Regions from separate parts of the Sus scrofa genome. Here all the other regions are linked to region 3. A link is a contact called in public Hi-C, HiChIP or PLAC-seq and promoter capture Hi-C data. All regions are on one chromosome and are shown on one strand. Each heading gives the region's core, a stretch centred on a gene start, on an enhancer-like site or on the middle of the called end of the contact. The rest is flanking DNA. Distances are from core to core; before and after follow the strand shown.

Region 1 (3,120 bases), core at 538-3,037, 380 kb after region 3:
TCCGATTCAACCCCTAGCCTGGGAACCTCCATACGCCGCGGGAGCGGCCCAAGAAATAGCAACAACAACAACAACAAAAAAAGACAAAAAGCCAAAAAAAAAAAAAAAAAAAAAGACCTATTAACTCCATTTCCAAATATACCTCTGTATTACTGCCCCCTCCTTCCATATTTCCTCTGCATTACTTTTGGTCTCTACAGTTTTCTCCAATAGGTGTCTATCTGTTCTCTCTGTTCACCTCCAGTCAATTCTCAGTAGTGGGGCAAAATGACCTTTTCATGATGTAAACATTTCTCTGGAGTAATCTTGCTTAACATGTTTTAAGCTCAAAATTTAAACACCTAAATGTGATCTGACTGATTCTGCTTACTTTCGTGAACTTACCTCCACCTCTGTCAAGCTAGTACTTCTACTTCTATTACCTATAATATCCTCTATTTGCAAAGCACACTTCTTAAGTCTGTCATCTCCTTTGGAAAGTTTTCCCCTTTTCTCACCGGAAGGGAAAGGGTTTGTTTATTTCGGCACAAGTCTTAGCATGCTGTACTGTAGGTAAAGTTATACCACCTAATTTTGAATAGCTCAGGGACACCTTATTTTTCATCTGTAAACTTGTGCTTACTACCCCTAGGTGCTTAATAATATGACTATATTCAACCCCCAAAAGCAAAAGTTATTTAGAATCACCCCTGGACATTTTTTTTTTTTTTTTTTGTCCCTTGATATTTTGTGGCCAAGACTATTGCCCCAGAATCATACCCCTTCCCCTTCCTTGAATGGAAACCAGTTGCTCTAGTCTAAGTTTCAGGAGGAAGCTGCAAAGAGAAAAACAAGTACAGGTTAGAACAAACCAGGTGCCAGAGAACATTTGACTTCCAGTAGACTTTTAGCCTCATTATACATTCATTGCAATAGATTAGCACACTAAATGACACCTACCAGTGCTTTGTCCCTTGACAATTACCACAGCAACAATGGGAAAGGCCCATACGAAGACTACGAAGACTACGGAGGAGTGTTCTTTCAGTTCTGGATCCGAAGTACATCGATGTTCTTGGTTAAGTCATGACTGAGTATTCCTCCCACTTTTCCTAATTACCTCCCTTTTATCTCCATCGTCCTACATGTGTGGTGTCTCCATCTGAATTGGGTTTAGAAATTGATTTGTGACCTAAGTTTCCGCTTCTCCATTCTTTGGTGATTAAATAAAGCTCGTGCTGTTCCAGTTTCAACATCGATTTCATTATTGGCTGTGTGAAGCCAAGTGGAAAAAGAAAACCTTCCTGGCAGAAACAAGCGGTCTTGGCCAGTCTCAGACTCCAGGACCGGTAGAGTCAATCAATTCCATTTGGGATGTCAGCGTGGGGGCTCAGTACTTTGCATTTTTGACAGTTCCCAGAGGTCCATTCTGAGAAATCTTTTACCCATTGGTCAGAGTACCTCTACTTCTCAGGAGCTATTTTTGAAAGCTACTTAAGGATAGGGGCTGCATCCTCGCCAAGATCCAGAAAACGCTTGTTGAGTGAATGACAAAGGGACGGGTGAATGGATAAATACAAGGTCGGCCCAGTCAGCCATTTTACCACAAAGGTCCCATCAGCTCCCTTTACTTCCGCAGCAGAACTAGCCCTTTCAACCCAAGCCTCCTGGGCAGGGTCCAGCAGCGCCTGGAGGCACGGTGGACTACATTTCCCAGAGTTCCAAGGGATTGGCCGCGCAGGCGCACTTGGAAAAATACTACGTCACTCTCTTACCCAGAAACTGGCCGGTTAATGCCTTCGGCGCCGCTCCTCCTCGCCTCAGGTTTTCCCTGTCCGGCAGTGTGAGCTGTGCTGGTTCTTCTGCAGGCCGGACTTATGGCCTCGATGTTGAACTTCTACGGGCGTGTGGTGCTGGTCACCGGTGCCGGGGGAGGTAGGCATGCAAAGGTTGGAAGGCTGACGTCCGGGTCGCTCCTATCCCGGAGCACTCCTTTTCGGTCCCGCTGCTCTCGCAGCGGTGGCTGCGGTCTCAGCGTCGGGACTGCGGACAGCGGTGGCGGGGCAGCTAGCGGAGTGAGCGGCTGGATCCCCTGGGGGTGGTGGGAGGACGGACAACGACTGTCCTCCCGACGCCGAATCTGCTGAGGCGGGGGAGGTGGGGCTGGCCAGTCTTGAGTGGAGAGCCAGAAACTCCTGGTGCAGCCCCCACCCGTGTGGACTTCTCAGGGTTTAGGATCTTGCCTGAGGAGAGAGGCTTCGTTGGGCTGCGGGTTGCAGAACTAGGTGAAAGGTCTTTCAGGAGCTCATCCGTGAGTATCCATTGGGACTCTTCCTGCCAGTAGACTATCTAGGCCGCTTTAAGTCTTTTAAATGTGGTGGAAAAGCCGTCTGGGAGCTGCAGTCACCCCCGGTGTAGCAGATATGTCAGTCCCTTGCTTTTAAAAAGTCACTCATCCTTCCCTTTGTTGGATGATTTTAAGTTCTTTAGAGGGCCTTCCTTAAAAAGAAAAAAAAAAAAATCTGATTGGATTCCTCCTGGTTGGACTTTGTATGTATATCAAGCCAAGCACCATATTGACTAGTCCACTGGAGTCTTGGCGTGGGTTGTGAACTCAGTGCCTGATAAAGGACGTAATTGAGAGTGTCATGGGGACAGCAGGAGCTGAGGAGCAGAGGCCTTTTTGACATGGGCCAGATCTTCCTGTACTTCCGAAGCAAAATGGTGATTTGTTATGAGAAATAACCCTATTTTTAAAGGACAGAATTAAAACAAACCAGTCATACCCACGCGAATGCTTTGCGTTGAGGTTTTCTATTTTTACCACCAATACACGACCTCTCCGACCTCCAAGTGCAGGGATCTTGGTCTTAATTGATCCCCCACTGGTAGTGCCTTATGGATTTAATGAAGAATTAATTTGAATTGTATGTTAAAAATCACAAACAATGGAATTCTGTCAGTTAATTCATTTGTACCTTCACATCTCCATTAATAAAGTAAATTCTTATGCTTCTGTTCAGAAAAATGTCTTTAGTATTAGTTGGTAGCCAAGTATTTTGTACCTGTAGCTAAATACTTCATTCTAAAATGATCATTCATTCTAAAATGATCCGTTTTGGAAAAACATTTTGTTTACAC
Region 2 (3,131 bases), core at 529-3,028, 290 kb after region 3:
CATATTAGTTTACCCACCATTCCCCCCTCCATTGACAAATGATGCAGGTGCCACCAGGGAGAACAAGAATACAGACTCCATGAGCCACGACAGCAGTAAAGATGAGGACGGCAAGTTCTCAACCATGAGAACTTACTCTCTGATAAGCACTGAATGAAAAGAATAAGAACCAAAGAAAATTAATTACAAGCATCCCTTCAACCTGTGGTAATTATATGTCCCCCTGTAACATGGGAGTCCAGTGTAATTTTATTTATTTATTTATTTATGTTTGCTTTTTTTTTTTTTTTTTTTTTTTTTTTTTGTAGGGCCACACTCACAGCAAATGGAAGTTCCCAGGCTAGGGGTGAATCAGAGCTATAGCTGCCAGCCTACGCCACCGCCACAGCAACATGGAATATGAGCCGCATCTGTGACCTACACCACAGCTCACAGCAAAGCCGGATCCTTAACCCACTGAACGGGGCCAGGAATTGAACCTGCATCCTCATGGACACCAGTCGGATTCCTTACCGCTGAGCCAGAGTGGGAACTCCAGTGTAATTTTTTTTTTTTTTTTTTGCTCATTGTAATAAGACTATATGTCCCTGTAAAGACTGTCCTTACATTTTATAGATATGAGCTTAATTGCAAAATTTGCTTATTTTTTGTTTTTTAATTGATATTCCTGGGCTCTGGATAATGTAAAGACTTTGGAGCTGCACGCAGATAAACAAAACAGGGCACTTGGTCACAAAGCGTTTCCTTTAGTTTACTCTAGCTGAGATCTCCAGGAGATTGGCTTAGACATGGGGCAACATTCAGAGTGCTCTTGGGGGAGTGAAAGCCATGGTGATAGAAAGAAAGAAAGCCCCAATTAGCGATGGGTAAATTGGAGGTGCCAGTTTATCTTTGTAGATGAAATCTGTGGGTAGGGTATAGGACCCCAAATTCTCAAGCCTTGTCCCCAGCCAGCCAGTGTTCCCGGCTACATCCCTGAGGGAAATACGTGCACAGAGAACCAGTCAAAGCAGAGGAACCCCTTTATTATCAGTGGGGTTTGACCTGAACCCTAGTGGTGACCTCTAGTGAATGAGGTTGTCTGTGTGGGTCACAGAAATCACATCCAGGATCACTGGGCTGGGCGGCAGAAGGACAGGAAGGCTGCTCTGACGGTCACAGAGAAGATACCTCCACGGTGGAGGACTCAGAGATCAACGTTCTGGTCCCTCTTAAGACACGTATGTGCTGAGTCTTTGGACTTGTTCTATCAACGTGCTGGACCTAATTTCTCATTTGTGAACAAGTTTGAGGAAGGAGGAGATTGCAAGGACCTCAAAGGCTACCTTTGAGCACTAGGTTTCTGATTCCTGAGTTCTAAGCGAAGTGTGATAGAAGTGTCACATAGGACTGAGATAGGGGTAGGAGTGGGGCCTTTAATCCTTCGTGCCAGCACTGATGGACAGGCGGGTGATAGCATAGTTTCTCTGTTGTGTGCGATAAACATCTTAAATAGCCATCAAGTGTCGCAACTGGCTGAGTATCGTCGGGTGCGAATTGCTCAGAGCTGAGTGTTAGCTGGATACTACAGATACTAGGGTACAGGCACAGCTCACTGAATAGAGGGATTGTTTGCTTTGCCAAGCCAGGCTTGGGTTTTGGCTGCCGAGCTTGTGTTCTGTGACATCCAGATGTCAGGGATCTTGTGGGAGCAGCAACATCAGACGGTGACTCGTGGCAGACGCTTCTGTTCAAAAGTGGTTTCCAAGCTCTGGTCACGTGGCTTGTCCTGGGACTACTGAGCCCCAGTGGTGTTTCTGCTCTCCCGTTTGGTTCGGAGTCTGATTGCAAGTGGTATTGCAGACTGTTGTGGTTTATCATTTTTCAGCGATACTATTGCTCAATAACCCACACATGCTCCACTCTGAAACACTAGCCCTGGAGCTCTATCTTAGCAGGGGAGGTTGTTTTTAACATCAGTCTATAGAAAGCAGTGGTCCTAAACTCCAGTGTCTGCAAGAACCAGGCAGGAAATATGAATGTGCAAATAGTGCTTTGTATGAACTGTTGAAAGTCTTTAGACCCATGGCAAACTTGAAGAGTTCCCATCTAAAGGCATTGAAGTTCAGATGAAAAATAAAGCTTACATGGTCTAAGAAAAACTCTGAGCTGAATTCACCCCTAAGGTTACCAGTTAGTGATTTCTTGGGCAGACTAAGTTCAGCTATCATTGATGTTTGCTCAGCTTCAGAGATGCCAGAGATCTTGTAGATGTGAGCCTATTGTATTTTTGTTTTTGTAGTAGATTTTAGCTTTTACCTTCAGTTAGAAGGCTTTCATTGGGATAAGTGGACACCATAATTTTTACCTGCAAATTACAAATACTTCTAAAGAGATCACTTCCTCAATGAAAATGGTTTCTTTGGGTCAATGGTTTTTGGAGGCTGAATCAATTTAAGAGAAGCAGAGAGGTTTTCTCTTCAATGAAAAGAATTCTGAGTATTTTACATCATTAGAAAAAATTTGCATCACTAAATTTAACAAACCCCAAGTGTTTGAAACTCACCCACCTGCCTGGCAAGTTGTCTGCAGGGTTATTTACTCCTCTACCTCTTCGTGGTGTTAGGCAGGCTTGGGGTTAAGGAGCAGGGTGCAACTGGGAGGGCGATAAGCTTGCTTTCACTCTTTGCCCACCCCTCCCACACTCTTAATTTCTGCCTTCCTGCTTCCACCTGGAATACCCTGTTGGAGGAATAAAGAAATCAAATATAAAGACTTCATTTATAGTGAATTCATTTAACTGTTAGTGAGCCACAGTCCTTGTCTCCAAAGGATGCTTGTCTTTTTAAAAGACACTGATGGTAGAACAGAGAAGAGGGCAAAGTTTAGCCCACAGTACCACCCCTCAATGAGAATATTTCCTGTAGAGCCAAGAGGATAATTTGGGGCTTGGGAGCCTCTCAGGCGCCTCAGAGATAACACCTTGTATTACCCTGCTCAGGCAAGACCTGCTGAACCAGCAGCAGCCACTGAGCTTGAGGGAGGCGGGTGGTTCAACTTTTCTTCTTTTTTACTTATGTGATTTAAATTTGTGTTAGAGTCCTTGCAAATTACCCAAAGGTATTTTTGTGAGCAATTGATGGTACCCAGAT
Region 3 (3,237 bases), core at 621-3,120:
CAAAAGGATACATGCACCCCTGTGTTCACTGCAGCACTATTCACAATAGCCAAGACATGGAAACAACCTAAATTTCCACTGACAGATGAATGGATTAAGAAAATGCAGTACTATATACAATGGAATACTACTCAGCCATAAAAAAATGCCATTTGCAACAACATGAAAGCAACTAGATATTTCACATACTAAGTGAAGTAAGTCAGAAAGAGACAAATACCATGTGTTATCACTTATACATGGAATCTAAAATGCAGCAGAAATGAACCTACCTATAGAACAGAAACAGACTTGCATAGGTAGAGAGCAGACTTGTGGCTGCCAAGGGGGAGGAAATGAGTGGGATGGACTGGGAGTTTGGAGTTAGTAGATACAAACTATAACATTTAGAATGGATAAGGAATGAGGTCCTACTGTACAGCACAGGGAACTAGATCTAGTCTCTTGGGATAGAACATGATGGAAGATAATATAAGAGAGGAATGTGTGTGTGTGTGTGTGTGTGTGTGTGTGTGTACATATATGCATGACTGGGTTACTTTGCTGCACAGCAGAAATTGGCACAACACTGTAAATCAACTATAGTCTCTTTTTTAAGTGAACATAAGATCCATTAGATTTCATCTCAAAGTTAATGGTGACTTTACGGAGAACTATTTCAGAGCACTGTACAATCTGAGGACAAATCACAGAGTGATTCCCAGATGAGGAAATAGAGACACTATCTAACAGTTAAAAGTGTGAAGAGAACAGATGATAGATGGAGGCCTTCATCAATCAAGGGAAATGATCCTGAACACCCAGGAGGTTAAGATAATAGCATATACCTATGTAGCAAGAGATTCAAACAGGCAGAGAAAGCAATCCTCACAATACTCAGAGTACACCGGCACAATGAGGTATCCTAAAAAGTACGTAATCAGGCAAGTAATGTTAATTGTTGGTGTTGCTTAATAAACTGTCTCATTAGACTGCAAGTGCCCTAGTGCGCACAGACAACGTCTGTTTTATCCATCGCATTTCTGGGAACCTAGCACAGTGCCTGACACACAGGAGGTGCTCAATAAATACTTCTTCAGGAATTCTGAATACAATCTCAATTAAGGTAACAGCCACCTTGACTGTGTCTCTCTAATCCACTTTATGGTTTTCTTTTGTTTTTTACTGTAAGATGACTAATTCACTCAAACGTAAACGTGTTTTTACAAATATTATCCAAGACGCTCCAGTTTCTTGACAGAGGAACTTATGCCTGCTCATCCCGTGACTTGTTGAGCGTCTTACAGGAAGTAAGTCTAAATAATCCTAAACCTGGGTAAATGGCTTCTTACTAAAGAACTGTGACGGGGATTTCACAGTGATTCCAAGGTCAACCAACGGAACCTACCACCCCAAGCACAGAGATGCCAGAGCCAGAGCCCCCCGGGGCTGGAGCCCCAGCGGCCGCCTTCCCGTCAGAGGGCGCTGCAGCTTCCACCACCCGCCCGCGCCTTGCCAAGTCTGCCGCCCGCCTCAGTCCCGCCCCCCGCCTGGCGGTCACCTGCAGCGGCTGCATTCGGGCCTCCGTTTGGCCGGCTCCACTGGCAGTTCCCACAGTCCGTCCACACTGGCGCCGTCTGCCTCTGCGTCCAAGACAGCCGCCGCTGGCGCTGTTCCCCCTCCCCGCCGCTCCTCTTCGTCGGGTGTCTGAGACTTCGGGACCCCAGGCGACCGCTCGAGGGGGTCCCTGGATGTTCGCGCTTCTTCCTGCGGATCCATGGCGGGCGGGCGCTCGTGTCTGGCAGTCACATTGAGGTCCCCCTGCCGCCGGAGGGCGCCACACCCTAGAGAAACCGGCCCGCGCCGCGCGGCCCCACGCACTCTCGCCACGTACGCGGAGCCCAGGCAGGAGGTCCCGCCCCGCAGCGGAGAAGAAGCGAGCCCATTGGTGTGTGTCAGTGGGATGGTTCACCTAGAACCCGGAAGGGAAGTGTGGTTTGTCCCGGGGAGCCGGAGAGATTAGGAAGGCTTCTCTGGGGCAGGTAAAAGGTTCTCCTCTGAAAACACCCAGGCAGCAAACCTGATGGTACTTTCCTTAATTTCACACCTTTAAAAATGAAAATAAAATTGAATTCAGCATTTTCCACCCTAGGATGGCAGTTCAGTAATTAGGTGGGTGAGTGCACCCAGCATTTCCAACAGGGGATGAGCCATTGTTGCAGGCCAACAAAGGAGGAGAGGTTGTACTGACTGGATTTTGATTCACTACTGGTCCTTTTAATGAGAATTTCTTGCTCTAGAAAGGCAAGGACCTATGTCCTGTATCTTCTTGGTATTTCTACTCATAATCAGTCATGCTGTTTTTACACGACGCTAAACATTTCTTTAAGTGTGGTTTTTCAGTTGTCCGAGGCTCCTAAGATCAAGAGGCAATAAGAGAGCTGAGATTTCATGGATGAGAAAAAAGAAAGAAACAGATAACTACCTTGCCTAAGTTTTTACAGCTCTGGAAAACAGCAATAGAGCCAGCAGTTTTTTAAAAGCCAAAATGAAATCCATTTTAGAATAAAAGTGGAAATGCTGCTTGCCCTGAAATAGGTGCTGATTCTTTTCACTTAACACTTTGTTACTTCTACCGACGTTCAGCATTTTAAACAAAATATTAAAAGTTTTCACCAGTCATCAGAGTTAAGTTTTGCAATCATAGTTATCTTGATTCTAGAACTATGAATAATTAAAACAAAACCTATTTATCACTAACAGTAATAGAGCATTATTGCATTTCTTAAAATGTTTATCTCACTATCAGTTTTTTAGTCATTTTAAATTCAAGCCTGCATGAATGTAGGGCTATTGTTTTCAACTATCCTTCATTCTTTTCCCCTGGAAATGGCACCTGTAATCTACTTGGGGTATGCTAAGGGAGGGTAGAAAAAGACTGAAAATCCTGCCTTATCATTGATGTTGGATGGAAGAAAAAAAAACTGGAACTTAATCCCAGTTGTAATTGGGAGATGATGAAATGCCAGAGACTGCAGAAAAGGAACTGAATCAGAAAATAAAGAAATATGGTTGCAGATTTAGGTTGGAGAACCAACACTTTAACTACAAAAATTAAATTTTCATGTGACACACTTTAAACTCTTGTCTCTAACCTCAAGAAATGAAATAATATCAAGTCATTTAAGATCCTTCTAGATCCCAAGTATGAGTTATGTGAGGGCAGATGAGTCCTAACAAGCCAGTTTACAGTTGGCT
Region 4 (3,389 bases), core at 4-2,503, 270 kb after region 3:
ATCTAGATTTCTTCGAAGATAGTTGACATGCCACATGTCCCCTGCTCCTATCTCCATACCAGTCTGGCTTGCTGTGGTGTTATTGGTCCTTATAAAAATATCCATCTGATTGTTTCATCCCTTGCTTGAGATGCCTTATTAAAATTTTGATGAAGTCTAAATTTTTCAATAGGTGCTAGATAGCATAGGGAACTAAATCTAGTCACTTGTGATGGAACATGATATAGGATAATGTGAGAAAAAAATGTATATGTATGACTAAGTCACTTTGCTGTACAGTAGAAATTGACAGAACACTGTAAATCAACTATAATGGAAAAAATAAAAATCATAAAATAGAAAATAATAAATAAATGAATAAATTTTTCTGCAAGGCTCATAAGATCCTTAATAACCTGTTCCCAAACTGACTGTACCTATTAGAGTATCTTGGAAGTATCTGCCTCACCCCCAACACCCCCATCCCACCTCCCCAGTGCATCACATCCCTCGTCAGGCCCCCTTGTTTATTTTTTATCCTAGGAGCTACCATGGGGCCCAGTAAGGCCTTAGTAAATATCGATTGAATGAATGTAGGAAGGCAGAGGCCGTGGATTGTAATTGGCAGTGTCCTCAAATTCTGATTTAGTTTGTCTTAAACATTTTAAGGTTTCCAAAGTTAAAAAAAAAAAAAAAAAAAAGTCTGCGTTCTTGTACAGTCGTGTGTATATGTTTCCCCCAGCTCTGTCGCTTCCAGGACATTATTAAAAACAGAACTAAAAGACGTGCCTGGGATTCTGCTAGCAAATCATTTTCAGTCTGTGCACTTGGAATGGCCATTGAGTGCTGAGCTTAGGAGGTTGCCTAACAGGACACAGGAACCAGACCACCTTTGCGTCAGGGAGGCACCCTGGCTGAACAGGACCTGTGGGGAACTTTTTCAACTTGGGCCTGCCTGCGTAAGCCAGGATCAGAATACTTGTGACTTGTGGGAACTTGTCCTAACTGTTGATTACATTTTCAAACCTGTTTGGACGGTATGTTTGGGTCTTGTGCAGTGAACCTTATTTAAAAGAAATAGACAGAAACGTAATCCTGTTTAACCTGTGCTAATATAAGGGAGGCTGTTGGTCTTGGCTGTAATGAAGTGTCTTTTTCCTTAGAGACAGCTTTTTCCTCAGAAGGTCCAGGTCTGCTTTCACACTTGCGCCCCAGGGCTGGGAGCTCCTGGGCGAGGTTTCCAAGCCTCCAGTCTCTCTGAACTCTAACGTCTTCACTATGGGACTCAGCAGGGCCTCACAGTCAGTGCTGAGTCAGAGGGATCAGCAAGAGGAATGACACACTTCCTGCCCGAAGTTCTAGGGAATTTTTTGGTTTGCTTGGTTTTTTGGGTTGTTTTTCTCTTTTGCTCCAAAGATTCCCTGAAAAGATAGAAGCTTGACCTGGCCATCTCTTGATCAAAACAATCATAAATTTATTTTTGTGATCACATAAGTATCTACCATGCTATATCTTTTTTATTTCTTTTTTTTTCTGTTTTTTTTTTCTTTTTTCCCCTCTCTCCCTCCCTTCCGTTCTGCCCTCCTTCCTTTCTTTCTCTTTCTTCCTTTCCGTCCTTCTTGCTGTTTTTCTTTCTCGTTTTTCCTTTTTTTCTCTCTTTCTCCCTCTCCCTTTGGTTCTTTCTTTTTTTGCTTGCTTGCTTGCTTCCTTTCTTTCTCTCTGTCTTTCTTTCTTTCCATCTCTCTCTTTCCCTCTCTCCTCCCCCCTCCATTCCTCCTTTCTTCCTTCTGTTTTGGCTGCCTCCTAGCATATGGATTTCCTGGACCAGGGATCACTGTGCCAGGCAGGGAACCAGACCTGTGTCCCAGCACTCCAGGGACACCTCCAATCCCACTGCGCCGCAGCGGGAACACCTCACCTGCTGTACCTTCTTTTCACAGGCTTTTAAAAAATTACACAAGCCTCACATGGTAGTGTAGTGTATTTATCAATCATAATTTGAACAGAAACATGAAAAAAAAAGGTACTTCATTTCAGCACTCAGAAAAAACATTTTGTGAATCTAACTCCAGGCTTTTTTTCTGTGTGCTTAGAGTTTTTCTCTATAAAAATTACATAGTACTTAATATGATTTCTTTACTTTTACATGTTGCTCTGTAGCCTTTGTTCAGAATCCTCATGTTATTAATTTCTTTACAAAATCATTTTAAAGACTGTATTACATGCCATTATATGGATGTGCCATAACTCACTTAACAAACCCCCCATTTGGGGATCTTGTAAGCTGTTTTTAATCTTCACCATTGTCATAACACTACACAGCTCTCTCGTGTTTAGCAGCTGTCTACGCTTGTCTCTGTTTCATTGGATGTGTTCCTGGAAATGGTTCAAAGGGCATGTGGAGTTTGAATGTTTTAATCTTTATGCCACTTTGCCTTCCAGACATTTGACCTGTTTTACATTCCTACCATATAATATAAACTTCTTGCCATGCTCGTATGGCCCTACCTATTCCCATCTTTGCCTGACTCCCTGTGCTTCCAGCTCTGCAGCCACACCGGCCCCCTTTCCACTCCTCTCTCTGGAGCAGGCCAAGCTTGTCGTGGCTCAGGCTGGAGCACCTGCTCTTCCTGCTGCTTTTCCTGCTCTTCTTCTGCCGCTTGGCATAGACCTCTGATGCCACCTCTGCCAGAGAGCAGTCTTCACCAGAGCCCCCGTTCATTTCCATGCTAGCATCTTTCACCATCTGCCCTTTAGTTACTTATGTGTTTTCTTGGCTGCTGTATCTTTCTCCCATTGAAGGTCAGTTCCTGTGTTTTATTTCCCACCATGTGCCCAGCACCTAAGTCAGCACCTGGTGTGCAGGAGGTACCAGGTAAATGCAGGTCAGTTTTGTTGAACGAGTGAAGAAATCTCTCTGTCACCTAGGAATGTGCAGTGCACTGGGGCAATGAGATGTATGTAGCAATGGCTCTACCTTAGAGCGAAACAAGCTATGTATTGTAAGGAAGCTTCTGAGTTGCATAGGGCAACAGAGGAGCGGAGCTGGCCTCTGGCTACAGGCATCATGACAGGCCTTGTGTGAACTGAGCCTTGGGAGGTTGGCAGTGTTTTGTACCTCAGAGTGATGGAAAGGACTCCAGAGGCCAAGAAAGGCAAGTGAGTGAGTAGAGGCCCGGGAGTAGAATGGTGCTGAGCATAGTGGGTCAGGACTGGGGACCACCTTACATCCTAAGCTGACAGTGTGGACCTGGTCCATGAGCAGTTGGCAAGCACTGTACATTCCTCAGTGGAGAGTGACATGGAAAAGTGAGGGTGCAGAATCATTTTTTAAACCCCGTTCTAGGCACAGGTGCTGATGTTTTGGTGCTCTTCTTTGAGAAGATGTGCCATGAGGGCAAGTAGGTGAA

The links. Promoter capture Hi-C pulls out the DNA fragments that hold promoters and counts their contacts. A called contact is a pair of places that touch in the nucleus more often than the background predicts. HiChIP or PLAC-seq counts read pairs in DNA pulled down with a chosen protein or histone mark.
Region 1: a contact with region 3 is called in a promoter capture Hi-C map of fetal liver, with 4 times the contacts expected there. The contact joins the promoter of HSD17B4 here to the promoter of DTWD2 in region 3. A contact is called at or near these places in 2 of 5 promoter capture datasets (fetal liver and liver), 21 of 47 Hi-C or Micro-C datasets (alveolar macrophages, blood, embryonic fibroblasts and 15 more) and 1 of 2 datasets of contacts at active chromatin or transcription factors (alveolar macrophages).
Region 2: a contact with region 3 is called in a Hi-C map of embryonic fibroblasts, with 3 times the contacts expected there. The contact joins the enhancer-like site here to the promoter of DTWD2 in region 3. A contact is called at or near these places in 18 of 47 Hi-C or Micro-C datasets (alveolar macrophages, embryonic fibroblasts, epiblast stem cells and 10 more) and 1 of 2 datasets of contacts at active chromatin or transcription factors (alveolar macrophages).
Region 4: an H3K27ac HiChIP or PLAC-seq map of alveolar macrophages shows a contact between it and region 3. The contact joins the enhancer-like site here to the promoter of DTWD2 in region 3. A contact is called at or near these places in 16 of 47 Hi-C or Micro-C datasets (blood, embryonic fibroblasts, epiblast stem cells and 9 more) and 1 of 2 datasets of contacts at active chromatin or transcription factors (alveolar macrophages).

What each region holds. Positions count from the first base shown.
Region 1 is chr2:123,311,696-123,314,815 of Sscrofa11.1, forward strand. HSD17B4 (hydroxysteroid 17-beta dehydrogenase 4) reads left to right here and starts at 1,788. Exons shown (of 24, transcript NM_214306.1): 1 at 1,788-1,914. The coding sequence starts at 1,857.
Region 2 is chr2:123,223,908-123,227,038 of Sscrofa11.1, forward strand. It overlaps a transcript of TNFAIP8 not described here. Among named protein-coding and RNA genes, the nearest start is that of TNFAIP8, 18 kb to the right of the region's middle. Within about 2 kb of position 1,779, at least 17 of the 83 cell types and tissues checked have an H3K27ac peak or open chromatin away from gene starts, as enhancers often do. A contact at or near this core is called in alveolar macrophages and embryonic fibroblasts, where this site is marked.
Region 3 is chr2:122,935,131-122,938,367 of Sscrofa11.1, forward strand. It overlaps DTWD2 (DTW domain-containing protein 2), which reads right to left and starts at 1,871. Exons shown (of 7, transcript XM_021084663.1): 1 at 1,541-1,871. The coding sequence starts at 1,758.
Region 4 is chr2:123,205,813-123,209,201 of Sscrofa11.1, forward strand. It overlaps a transcript of TNFAIP8 not described here. Among named protein-coding and RNA genes, the nearest start is that of TNFAIP8, 36 kb to the right of the region's middle. Within about 2 kb of position 1,254, at least 41 of the 83 cell types and tissues checked have an H3K27ac peak or open chromatin away from gene starts, as enhancers often do. A contact at or near this core is called in alveolar macrophages, embryonic fibroblasts, liver and 3 more, where this site is marked.